Linked DNA regions of Mus musculus: all the other regions are linked to region 3. Evidence: chromatin contacts called from public promoter capture Hi-C data. All regions are on one chromosome and are shown on one strand. Each heading gives the region's core, a stretch centred on a gene start, on an enhancer-like site or on the middle of the called end of the contact. The rest is flanking DNA. Distances are from core to core; before and after follow the strand shown.

Region 1 (3,442 bases), core at 308-2,807, 1.0 Mb before region 3:
ACTGCATAGATCAAGATGGCCTCAAACACACAGAGACCCACTTGCTTGTGCCTCCCAAGATCTGGCATTAAAGGTATGTGAGACAATACCTGACTCTTGTTATTTTTTGTTTGTTTGTTTGTTTGTTTTTGTTTTGTTTTGTTTTTTGACCATTAAATGTCTTCAAGTAGAAGAATGGCACAATCTCATGGATGCATGCGTTTGGAAAGAAGATTTACAAAACAGTTCAACTGATTAGGAAGATAGACATTGCTGATAGCTGAGATAAAAAGTCCAATCTATGAGAGAAGGGGGCACAGGAAAGAAACGATTCGCTTTGGCTATGCAGAATTTAAAATACTTTTTATTGTGGTTTACTGTACCAATTCCCACAAAGAATTTATGAGTATGGAAGAATTATAATATCTACCTCTGAAATAGTACAACCAGCTAATTCAGCTTTTTATAAGAACTTGGTATTAAGGGTGCTCGCTGATAATAATAAGAGAACCACTTATTGAACAGCTTCGATGTGTCAGCAGCTGTGTTAACCATTTCATAAACTTTACCTCCTGAAGCATCATGACAGACCTTATTAGAGGAGGTCTCATTATCTGTGTTTTACAGCTGAGGAAGCTAAGGCTACAGAGGACAGACGCCTAACTGGTTCAAAATCAGTCAGTAGGAAGAGGCCCGAGCTGAAATTCAAACCCAGGTCTGGCTGGTGCTAACACTATCTCTATACAGTTTTCCATGACACACATATAGTGGTCACGGCCATCACCACAGAGATGCTGAAACTAGAATTTCTTTAACAGGTGCCCAATCCTGTAAAACATTAAAATTTCATCCCAGTGGAGAAATAGGCAGTGGCTATAGATAATGTAATGTAACCAACGTCATCAGCTTCACAGCAGAGACTCTAGTTTAAACATTTGATGAACAAGCTAAGATCTATTTTTTGGTGAACTTGATATGAAGGCATGAATAGAATGGGAATGCAAGCCGCCGGAGCGGATTAAATTCGCCATCTCTGCTTTTCCTGGGAACCAGCGATCCTGCAGTCAGAAGAAGTTTGCTTTCCCAACATCTGGAAACGCCAGAACTGTGTGTGACACTGCCTCAAGAACTGAGGCTCCTTGTTCAGACTTTCACACGGGACCCTCTGTTCCTTTCACACAGGCCTCTTTCTTTCTCACATCTGCCTCTTGGAAGACTTTCCCAGGGCGGGACTGAGCCTGCAGGGAAAGAGGCAGTGGACTGGGGCTCCTGGGTTCAAAGTCTGAACTAGACCCAGCTTGAACTCTGATGTTTATTGTCCCACTTTTCGCCATCTGAAGGAGAAATTCGAGGACAATAAGCTTCTAGTTGGCGGAGGATCTATCCGCAGCAGAGGAGAATCAAGCGCTACAGTCCGAGAGGCAAACCCCACACACAGATCTTTAGAAGGAGGGAGCCCTGGCTCGTCTAGCCCCGCCCTCCACCCGCCTAGCCCCGCCCCACCGGTGCCATTGGCCGGTCCAAAAAACGCGGGGCGTTGTCAGTTTGAATGGGCGAGCCTGGAGCTAGGCGCAGGCGCAGAGGAGTACAGGCGCTGAGGGAGCCTTGCTGGCGGTGAGACCCTCTGAGAGGCCAGGGGGAGGCCGAAGCTCTGGCCCACGTGACCTGCCGGGGGCGGGCGCCCGGGGCGCTCGCCAGCCTCCCGCGGTGCCCCTGCTTGGCTCGGCGTCGCCGCCGGGACCCGACTTGGGGAAGCGCCGCGGTTCCTAGTCTACGGCCAGAGGCGCTCATCCCTGCAGCGGTTCCTTGTTCTCAGGAGCCGCGGGCCGGAGGGAGGTGAGCGGAGCCTGAGGGGGTGACCCAGTGGGGTGTGTGGGGGCGTGGGGCGGGGGTCTCTGGACCACCGAGGCTCGACGGGCTCGGGTGACGCTGGGACCCGGGAGCTCCGTGGGGGGCTTCGCACCCGCACCATTTAGGCTGTTGTCCCCTAAGTGAGGGGAGACTGGGGATCGGGCTTCTGCAGACCTTGAAAATACTTGCTGGGATGCAGCGACTTCACGCGTTTTCCGAGCGTAACAGACGGTGGATACAAAGCCGAATCCCAGTGGATTCGAATCCCAGGCACGTCGCCGGCCCCGGGTCTCCACACCAGACACCTTTGTCAAGTCACATTTAAACTCCTGAACTTTTCGGATCCCAGACTTACTGGCAAGCGAAACTGATAGATCGTTGTAACCAGCTTTATAGCAAGCGTAACATGTTTGAGATCTTAGCCGGAAAGCTGTAAACTTAGTATCTTCAGATGAAAAGTGGAAAACGTAATTTCCTTGTATTTTAATGGTAAACAATTAGGTGGCTTTAACAAGTATCATTTGAACTCTGTTGAAACGAGTAATGATGGCAATGTTTATTTGCCTTAATGCATTATTTAAACGCCGGGTAGACTTAGAATAGGTAAGTTCTTGACTCTCCTCTCGGTGCTTTGTGTTGATTGGACTGCTGTGTGGTTTGTGTTGTAAGTTTTTGTCACCAGCGAAGCAGAATTTTCAGACTGCCTCTTTGGAAGGCTAAACTGAAGATTTTCCGGCTTGTTAGTAACCATCGTGATTGCTTCTGGTAAAGAGCACTTTTGCCTGGGGTTTCGACGTGCTAAGAGCAGAGATTCGTTCCGCCTAAGTTCAAAAGCGAAGGTTCCTGTCCTTTGACTTGAGGGCAGTGGGGGAGTTCAGGGATGCCCGGCCGGTTCTAGGCATTCATAGGCCCCTCTTGCAAACTATTTCTAACTTACAATTCGAGGATTGGACTGGTTATGAATTCAGAGACTGTGGAGTATTGTGGAAGCGTGTCCCACGGAAAAATAGTTTAGCTGAATTTTCAGTAGGTCAGACATACACTATTACAAGTATGTTTTGATGTAAACCTGAGATTTAATAGTAGGCTAGTTACAAAGGTAATGCACTATATATAGTGTGGCTCCCCACACCTCACCTCCTCTGTACTTGGGTTTGAACTCTAAACCATGTGAACACTAAGCAAGAGTTCTATCACTGAGGTAATTCCAGATTATTCATTTATTAATTAATTAATTCATTCATTCATTTATTTGAGACCTATTGTTGCTAAATGTTTAGGGCTGGCCTGGAACTTGGAATCCTCCTGTCTCAGCCCAGTAGCTGGGATTACAGCTACTGGGCTGTAATATGTGCACAAATTCCACCTGGTATGAAATGGCTGGCTGACTTTCTTCTTCCTTCCTTCCCTCCATTCATTCAGTGTAGTTTTGAGACAGGGTCTCAGATAGCTGAATTTGGCCTTGCACTCTTTGATTCTCTTTCTCCATCCTCCCAGTGCTGTGATTACAGGTGTGCACCATACATGCTTAGGGTCAAATCCAGGGCAGGTGTATGCCGAGCAAAACCAAACCACATCCTCAGCCTTCACCTTTCTTACCCATAAAGTACTC
Region 2 (3,268 bases), core at 572-3,071, 1.1 Mb before region 3:
ACGCATCTTGAAGGGGGAAATAAAGGCAATCCTATTATAGGGAACACCCTGATACTGTCTTGTTATGAAAACGATTGCTTTTATCCACCATGGATGGAGGATTCTAGAGATGACCTATTCTAACTGACCAATCCCAAAGTAATAATACAGACTTTAGCATAATCAAATATTCTCTAAAGGGGTCTAATAGTGGAAATCACAGGTGTGCTAAAATAAGAAGCAGAAAGGAAGACTCATCAATCACCTCGATTGAACTTAGCATACCCAAAGGAACCCTGTGTGTAACTAATAGTTTGGGGTATAACCTCTGGCTCCATCTACCACCAGATAGATAGTCAACAAGGAAACTCTGTGTCAGAAAAGATCCCTCTTACCTGTTACTTAAATGTAATCTTGGTTGTCAGCAATTTACCGAAATGTGCTGTTTTAGTATCTCTGATTCTTCTCATACTATTGACAAGTATTGATGGAGAAATAAATAAACAAAATCTTTCAAACAAATGTTGACCGACAACATGGCTAAGATGGCTCTCCCCTTCTTTGGCCTGCTAATGTTTCTACTGGCTACCATAATTGGGCCCTGCATCCACCAAACAAGGCTAGAATCATTGCCACTTGACAACATTATTAAAGACAGTCCCCTATCAAGGATTTGAGAAGGACACAAAGGTCAAGGGGAGAATGAGAAACCTGCCTGACTCCATTTTTAAGGTAGGAGACATTTTGTTGTATTGTTAAACACAAAGTTTCGTTTATTGTAAGAGTTGAGTTTCTGTTTTTAAGTTTCTGTTTCTTGGAACCTGCCCTGCACCACCCTGTGACCATGACTTGTTTTTGAGAACACTTTGACCCTCCCTTATCACTAAGTACTTGGTTTTTGTCCTTTTGAAATTTTCCTATACTTCCCAACTGCCCTGTTGTCTTGCTTCTGTAACACTGTTTTGCAACTACTTGTTATTTTGCTCCTTAAAAGGGACTCTCAGCACTTCTCTCTCTAACCCCTAATTGGCCAGGTCTCTGGTGCTCCTGGATATAATAAAGCTTGCTTCAATTTTAGCTCTAAAATTATGGTAGTGGTCTTACTCCTGCCTTGTGGAATTAACAATTCTAGGAATCGTGCTCTATAACTTAAAATGTAAAATTCTTCATAGGAATAAGAGGGTCTCTCATTTCTTAGACTTTTCTGAAACTCTATCACAGTTCTGGGAACACTGGTGGTTACCTTACAGCTTAAATAATCAATGATCTTCAAAAATTATTAAAATGAAGTTGAGAGGGATAGACTTCCCATATGGCGGTTGAACAGGCTTCTGAACAGTATAGTTTGAATTGCTTTGCTGAATGAAACATTATTTTGTAAAGCATAAAGTCTCCGTATTGGGGATGGCAGGATGTGTCTTGACAACTTAGGTTCCATCCCAAGACCCACACTGTGGAAGATGAGGTCTTCTGACCTTCACCTGCGAGCCTTGGTATGCACACATGCATACATACACACAGATAAATGTAAAATAAAAAAGACCCGGTATGTATAAATTCATAATTGTATAAATTGTGTTAGTTCACATATTTGCTTTCTGATGCCAAATTGGACACTGAGATATGGGTTATAGTAGGCTTCCGCTAGGGGGCGCCAGACAGTGCACAGAAGTCTGACCACACTACGCAGCCGCAGTCCAGGCACAGGCGGGACACGCCCTAGTTGATGCGCGTGACGTCACCTGAGGGCGCGGCCCGCGGAGGGGGCGGAGCCTCCCCACCGCGAGGGGAAGGGCCCGCCCCCGAGCGCAGCTTTCAGGGCCAAAGTAGGTTGCGAGTGGGAGGCGGTGGCTGTAGCTCCACGGCTGGGGGAAGATGGCGCCGCCGGTATCGGAGCGGGGACTGAAGAGCGTCGTGTGGCGGAGTGAGTGCGGAGGGGTCAGGGATGAGGCCGGGAAGGGTCGGCTGTACGGGGGTCTTCTTTCCCGCTGCAGCTCTGCAGCCTCTCTGGGAGCTGCATGGGCACTTGTTGCTTTGGGACCAAGTCCCTGGCTTGACTCCTTCCGGCTTGCCCAGAGTCGGGTTTCGTGCCAGCACCAGGGATGGGCGGGGTGGCCAGACGCGGCCTTCTCCGCGGCTTTGGCCAACTCTCACCCCGGTGAGGTTCTTCCGCAAAGCCCCACCCTTGGGCGACCTGACTCGGGCCGACTTTCCCTCCCAAGTCCCTGTGCTGTCCCGGGACAGCTCTTCCCATTGCACCCCCCTCGCCACACCAGGCACGGACGTCTCTCCATCCGACACAGTCTGAGCTCTGTGTTACTACTCTGTCCCGCCCTCGTCCCCGTGTTTTCAGAAGCCGCTTGGTGTCCCATATTCATGTTAGCACCGAGGGTTTTTACTACCATCCTTTTCAGTGTCTTGTCCTTTAAAAAGTGCAGGCGTAGCTTTTCAAGAGCGCCTTCTGCCACTGTTCCAAGAGAATATGACTTGCTTTAAAAAAAAAAAAAAAGAGTTCTTGAGAAAGCAACAGCGGACTGTTAAAGTTTTATCTAGTATCCGGTCCCTGCATAGTCTGCTCCTTGTGTTACAATTGGTCTTCTTGTTGGTTCGACCAACTTTAATGACTTTTATTAAAATGACACCAAACCTAGGTCTGCCAGGTTAGAAGAGCAATGAAAGCAGCAAACCGGAAGGACCTTCCTTGTTTGGCATCTCTGGGTTCTAAGTAATTATAGTCTAGTAGTAGAAAAGGAATAACGTCTTATTAGTGTTTCTTACTCCGACTTGGGGAACAAGGAACAGAATAGGAATTAGCCAACAGAATTCTGCCTTCAAGAATTCCTTGTATAAAATTAAAATCCAAAACAGTACAGGCATGGTGTTTACCATATAGAAGGTACTAAATAGATAAGTAGACTTTGTGAAATACAAAATTATCCTTTCATATTTATTATTTTCAAATTTATCCTTTCTGGGGGCCTGCAAGGTGGCTGAGTGGGTAAAGGTGCTTGCTGTCAAGCCCAAGGACACGAATTGCATCCCCAGGGACCCACGTGATGTAAGGAAAGCACTGACTTAGGCAGATTGTCTATATTGACTCTCATACGAAAGTGGGTGACAAATTGTGCTGAAGAAATTACTTCTGAGTTATAATGGCACCTTATATCAGGGCTTATGAGAAAAAGATACCGTTATGCTAGTAACGCCAGTATCAATAGCATGAAGATAACAGGCTTTCCCTGTTCTTGTTAACTTAGGGTAACACCAGGCTCACCACATGGAGAGTAGA
Region 3 (3,241 bases), core at 351-2,850:
GATAAGAGATCAAAGCCAGCCTGGGTTACATAGTGAGACCCTCTCACAAACAACCCAGAACCCAGTGAGGTGCTGGATATAAAAGAATGAGCTTAGAGAGGATTTAGTGGAAAGGCTCTCAGGAGGACTTATTCTCAGCATAGTGGGGAAGAATCTGGCTTCTCAGAGTCCACCCAAGAGAGAAGAGTGAAGCAAAGGAATGAAAAAGGAGCCACAGGAAACAGCTAGATGCGGAGTATACTAGAGAGCTTTGAGGGAGATTGTGGTCATTGAGAAATCCCAATGGTGAGATAGATGGCTGAAATCTCTTTTTGGAACATTTCAGAAATGTAATTGTAGACTGTTTGCTATGTGATGTAACCTCTCCCCTTTGACCAACAAACCTTCATTAAAAGTTCTGCTACATGTTATAGCCTCATTTTTTGTGGTTTAGGAGTAAGAGTTGGAAAGAGAAAGGGGCTGATGTGACTACAAGAGCTAAAGAAACAGTTGTAAGACTGGAATAGTGAGTAATGTTTCAGATGAGGCAGCAAACTAGAGCCAGAGATGACCATGAAAACCTAAGTCCCCTCAGTAATTCACAGAAATCCTGGGGACAACATTGTACTTTCCACAGGACATAGGAATTGGAGCCAATGTCATTTGAATGACTCTCAAAGGATAAGATACCGCAGTTGACCCCAGCTTACGAATAGGCTTTCCCTTCCCAAATGGATGGGTTCTTGGAAAACATAAATATGCCACATGCACCTCTACCATCCCAGGGCCTTTATACGGGGGCTGTACACAGTAGAATCCAGAAACTGTGCGAGTCCAAACTGAACGTTCTGCACTACACTCACTGAGAGTGGAGCTGGCAGGGAGAGCCTACTGCCTAGAGAGCATGGAGCAGGAGAACCCATTTGGCTGGGACTTTTTCTCAATCTGCCCTGTTCTCTGCCCTCTGACCAACCCATCAACCTTATCTTAATGACCTCTTCACATCAGCACTGCAGCCTGAAGGTCTTGTAAACAGACAAGGCCCAGGAGGAGATGGTGATGGAGGTCATAAAGGGTTGTGTAGAAACCAGACTGCTCTCAGCTTGTTCTGCACCCCTGTGAAGTAAAAAAGCAAACACTGTCCCCTGGAAATGGACTTCTGGCCCAAAGGGCCCAGGGTGTGGGCCGGGAGTAGGCTGTCTCTAACACTGAATTTTCCCAAAAAGGGCCGGGTAAAATGTGTCCGGTGGGACTCTGGTTTATGCTCCCAAGCATCGCTCTTGATATGCCATCTTCCCGATCCCCGATGCTCTGCCACCTCCCCATGCTGAGGTTTCCTGGGGAGTTGGTAGTCCAAAGACCCTTAGTCTTGTGGCATCTTTATAGGAGTCACACTCGGCTCAATAGGGCTGATGGCACCACCTGGCGGCAGACAAGGTTCAACTACTCACCCTGGGACGTTCATCACCGAGGCGCAGGAAAGGAGGGGCGATTCCTGCGGCCCGGCCCAGCATGTTGACGTCACCAGAGCGCGCCATTTGTCCCCGCCTCTTTCCGCCCCCCTCTCCTTGGGGCTGCCAGTACTTGACGTGGCGTCTCCGCCCTCTACCCTTACTTTGCGTGCGTGCTTGCGTGTGGCGGAGGTGGCTGCGCGGGCAGGTCGGAGCTGCGTGCTGTTGCTTCTGGTTCTGTGGCCGCCGTCGCTGTCCGGCAGGCTCCGGTCTCGGAGCCGACGAGGCGCGCGCGCGCGGGTCCCAGCCCTTCGGAAGCCCAAGCAGCTCGGCGCGGGGCCTGGCGGGAAGGCGGGCGAGCGCGTGGCCGAGGGCGCCGCGCGGACGGGCGGGCGCCCGTGAGGGAAAGAGGCGGGGGCGGCGGGTTAGCCGCGGGCCGGGCCGGCCGGGGGATGTCGATGCCTGACGCGATGCCGCTGCCCGGTGTCGGGGAGGAGCTGAAACAGGCCAAGGAGATCGAGGACGCCGAGAAGTACTCCTTCATGGCCACGGTCACCAAGGCTCCCAAGAAGGTGCGGGGCTCTGGGTGGCGGCGAGGGCCCTCGAGGAAGGGGCGCGAGCAAGCCCCGGGCCCGGACTCGGGTAGTTCGGGACTTAGGGCTAGGGTTTGGGGTGCTCAGGACCATTGACACGATGTAGTGGGTGGCCGGTGAGCGGCGATGGGCCTAGCTGGAGCCAAAGAGGCCGCTCTGACCTCGCTTTTCTTTGTCCCTCGGCCGGAGTCCTCCTGGATCTTACTGAAGCCCGACAGGGCCAGGCCTTAAATTCGCGACTGACTTTTCCTGGATGGAGGGCCTTGAAGACGAGATTGGGAGGGGGTGAGCGACTCAGCTGACCCCTGTGACCTGTCCAGGGGATGAGGTTGTGCAGGAAATTTCCCCTCAGGTGAGTGGGGGAAATCAGGCAGCTCTTTTTCAAAGCATCTTCTTGGGGGAGAATTGGCCGTTCGACCAACAACTGCGTGATCGCTTAGAGGCAAGAGGAAAGAATCGTATGAACTGGTTTATGCAGCTGACGGTTCTAAAAGCAACAAGAGATGGAAAGGCAAAATGGTAATCGCCGTGCAGTCTTCCACCTGCTAGGAAGTATGTGAGAAAGGAAAATTTAGAGGTTGGTGACAGTAGACACTGTCATGGATGCAGGTTGATCGCAGTCATGTGAATAGATCACTTAGACATCCCTCCAGAAAGGAGCTTGGGTGGGTTGGGGAGGTGGGTGGGAAGAAATGATTGCTCATTCTTTACTGCACTTACAAGTTCAGCCTATTGTGCTGGGGGTTGAGCTCAAAGGACATCCTTCTATGGCTCTTGGAAAAGGTGATCTATGGAGGGCTGAGTCTAACTAGCTCTCTCAGTGGTAGGGTCGGGGTCTCCAGTGCTTTCTGTCGAACCTTTGCTGACCCTTCCTCTAACCTGGTACCCAATTAGCAGTGGAACAAGGAGGTGACCTTTCTGAAATAGTTTCCTCTTGTATAAAGTCTCTTCACAATCAATCCTGCCTACAGTATTTGTAGGGTTCAAGGATGATATAGATTCAGCTGAGCAAGGTTTGCAGAGCAGTTAATCCCCAAGGCTCCTGTACTGGAACTAGTTAAGCTGCTCTCAGTGCCTGAGAGGGCTTTATTTATTTTCCTCCAGGAAACTAATTGACTGGTCTTGGGGAAAAAAAAAAAAGTCATTGCTGTGTGCTTTAGCTCTGTTTTCTCACAAAATTGAGAATGTCACCAATAACACCTTTGAAAGGTTTATAGA

Evidence for each region. Promoter capture Hi-C pulls out the DNA fragments that hold promoters and counts their contacts.
Region 1: a contact with region 3 is called in a promoter capture Hi-C map of pre-B cells, with 2.1 times the contacts expected there. The contact joins the promoter of Gpsm2 here to the promoter of Ahcyl1 in region 3. A contact is called at or near these places in 2 of 39 promoter capture datasets (liver and pre-B cells), 1 of 484 Hi-C or Micro-C datasets (B cells) and 1 of 115 datasets of contacts at active chromatin or transcription factors (astrocytes).
Region 2: a promoter capture Hi-C map of pre-B cells shows a contact between it and region 3, with 4 times the contacts expected there. The contact joins the promoter of Stxbp3 here to the promoter of Ahcyl1 in region 3. A contact is called at or near these places in 2 of 39 promoter capture datasets (liver and pre-B cells).

What each region holds. Positions count from the first base shown.
Region 1 is chr3:108,720,414-108,723,855 of GRCm38.p6, reverse strand. It overlaps Gpsm2 (G-protein signalling modulator 2 (AGS3-like, C. elegans)), which reads left to right and starts at 1,557. Exons shown (of 15, transcript NM_029522.2): 1 at 1,557-1,815.
Region 2 is chr3:108,839,055-108,842,322 of GRCm38.p6, reverse strand. Stxbp3 (syntaxin binding protein 3) reads left to right here and starts at 1,821. Exons shown (of 19, transcript NM_011504.1): 1 at 1,821-1,903. The coding sequence starts at 1,855.
Region 3 is chr3:107,694,919-107,698,159 of GRCm38.p6, reverse strand. It overlaps Ahcyl1 (S-adenosylhomocysteine hydrolase-like 1), which reads left to right and starts at 1,600. Exons shown (of 17, transcript NM_145542.4): 1 at 1,600-2,002. The coding sequence starts at 1,883. Gm40121 (a long non-coding RNA gene) reads right to left here and starts at 1,935. Exons shown (of 3, transcript XR_003954675.1): 1 at 1,431-1,935.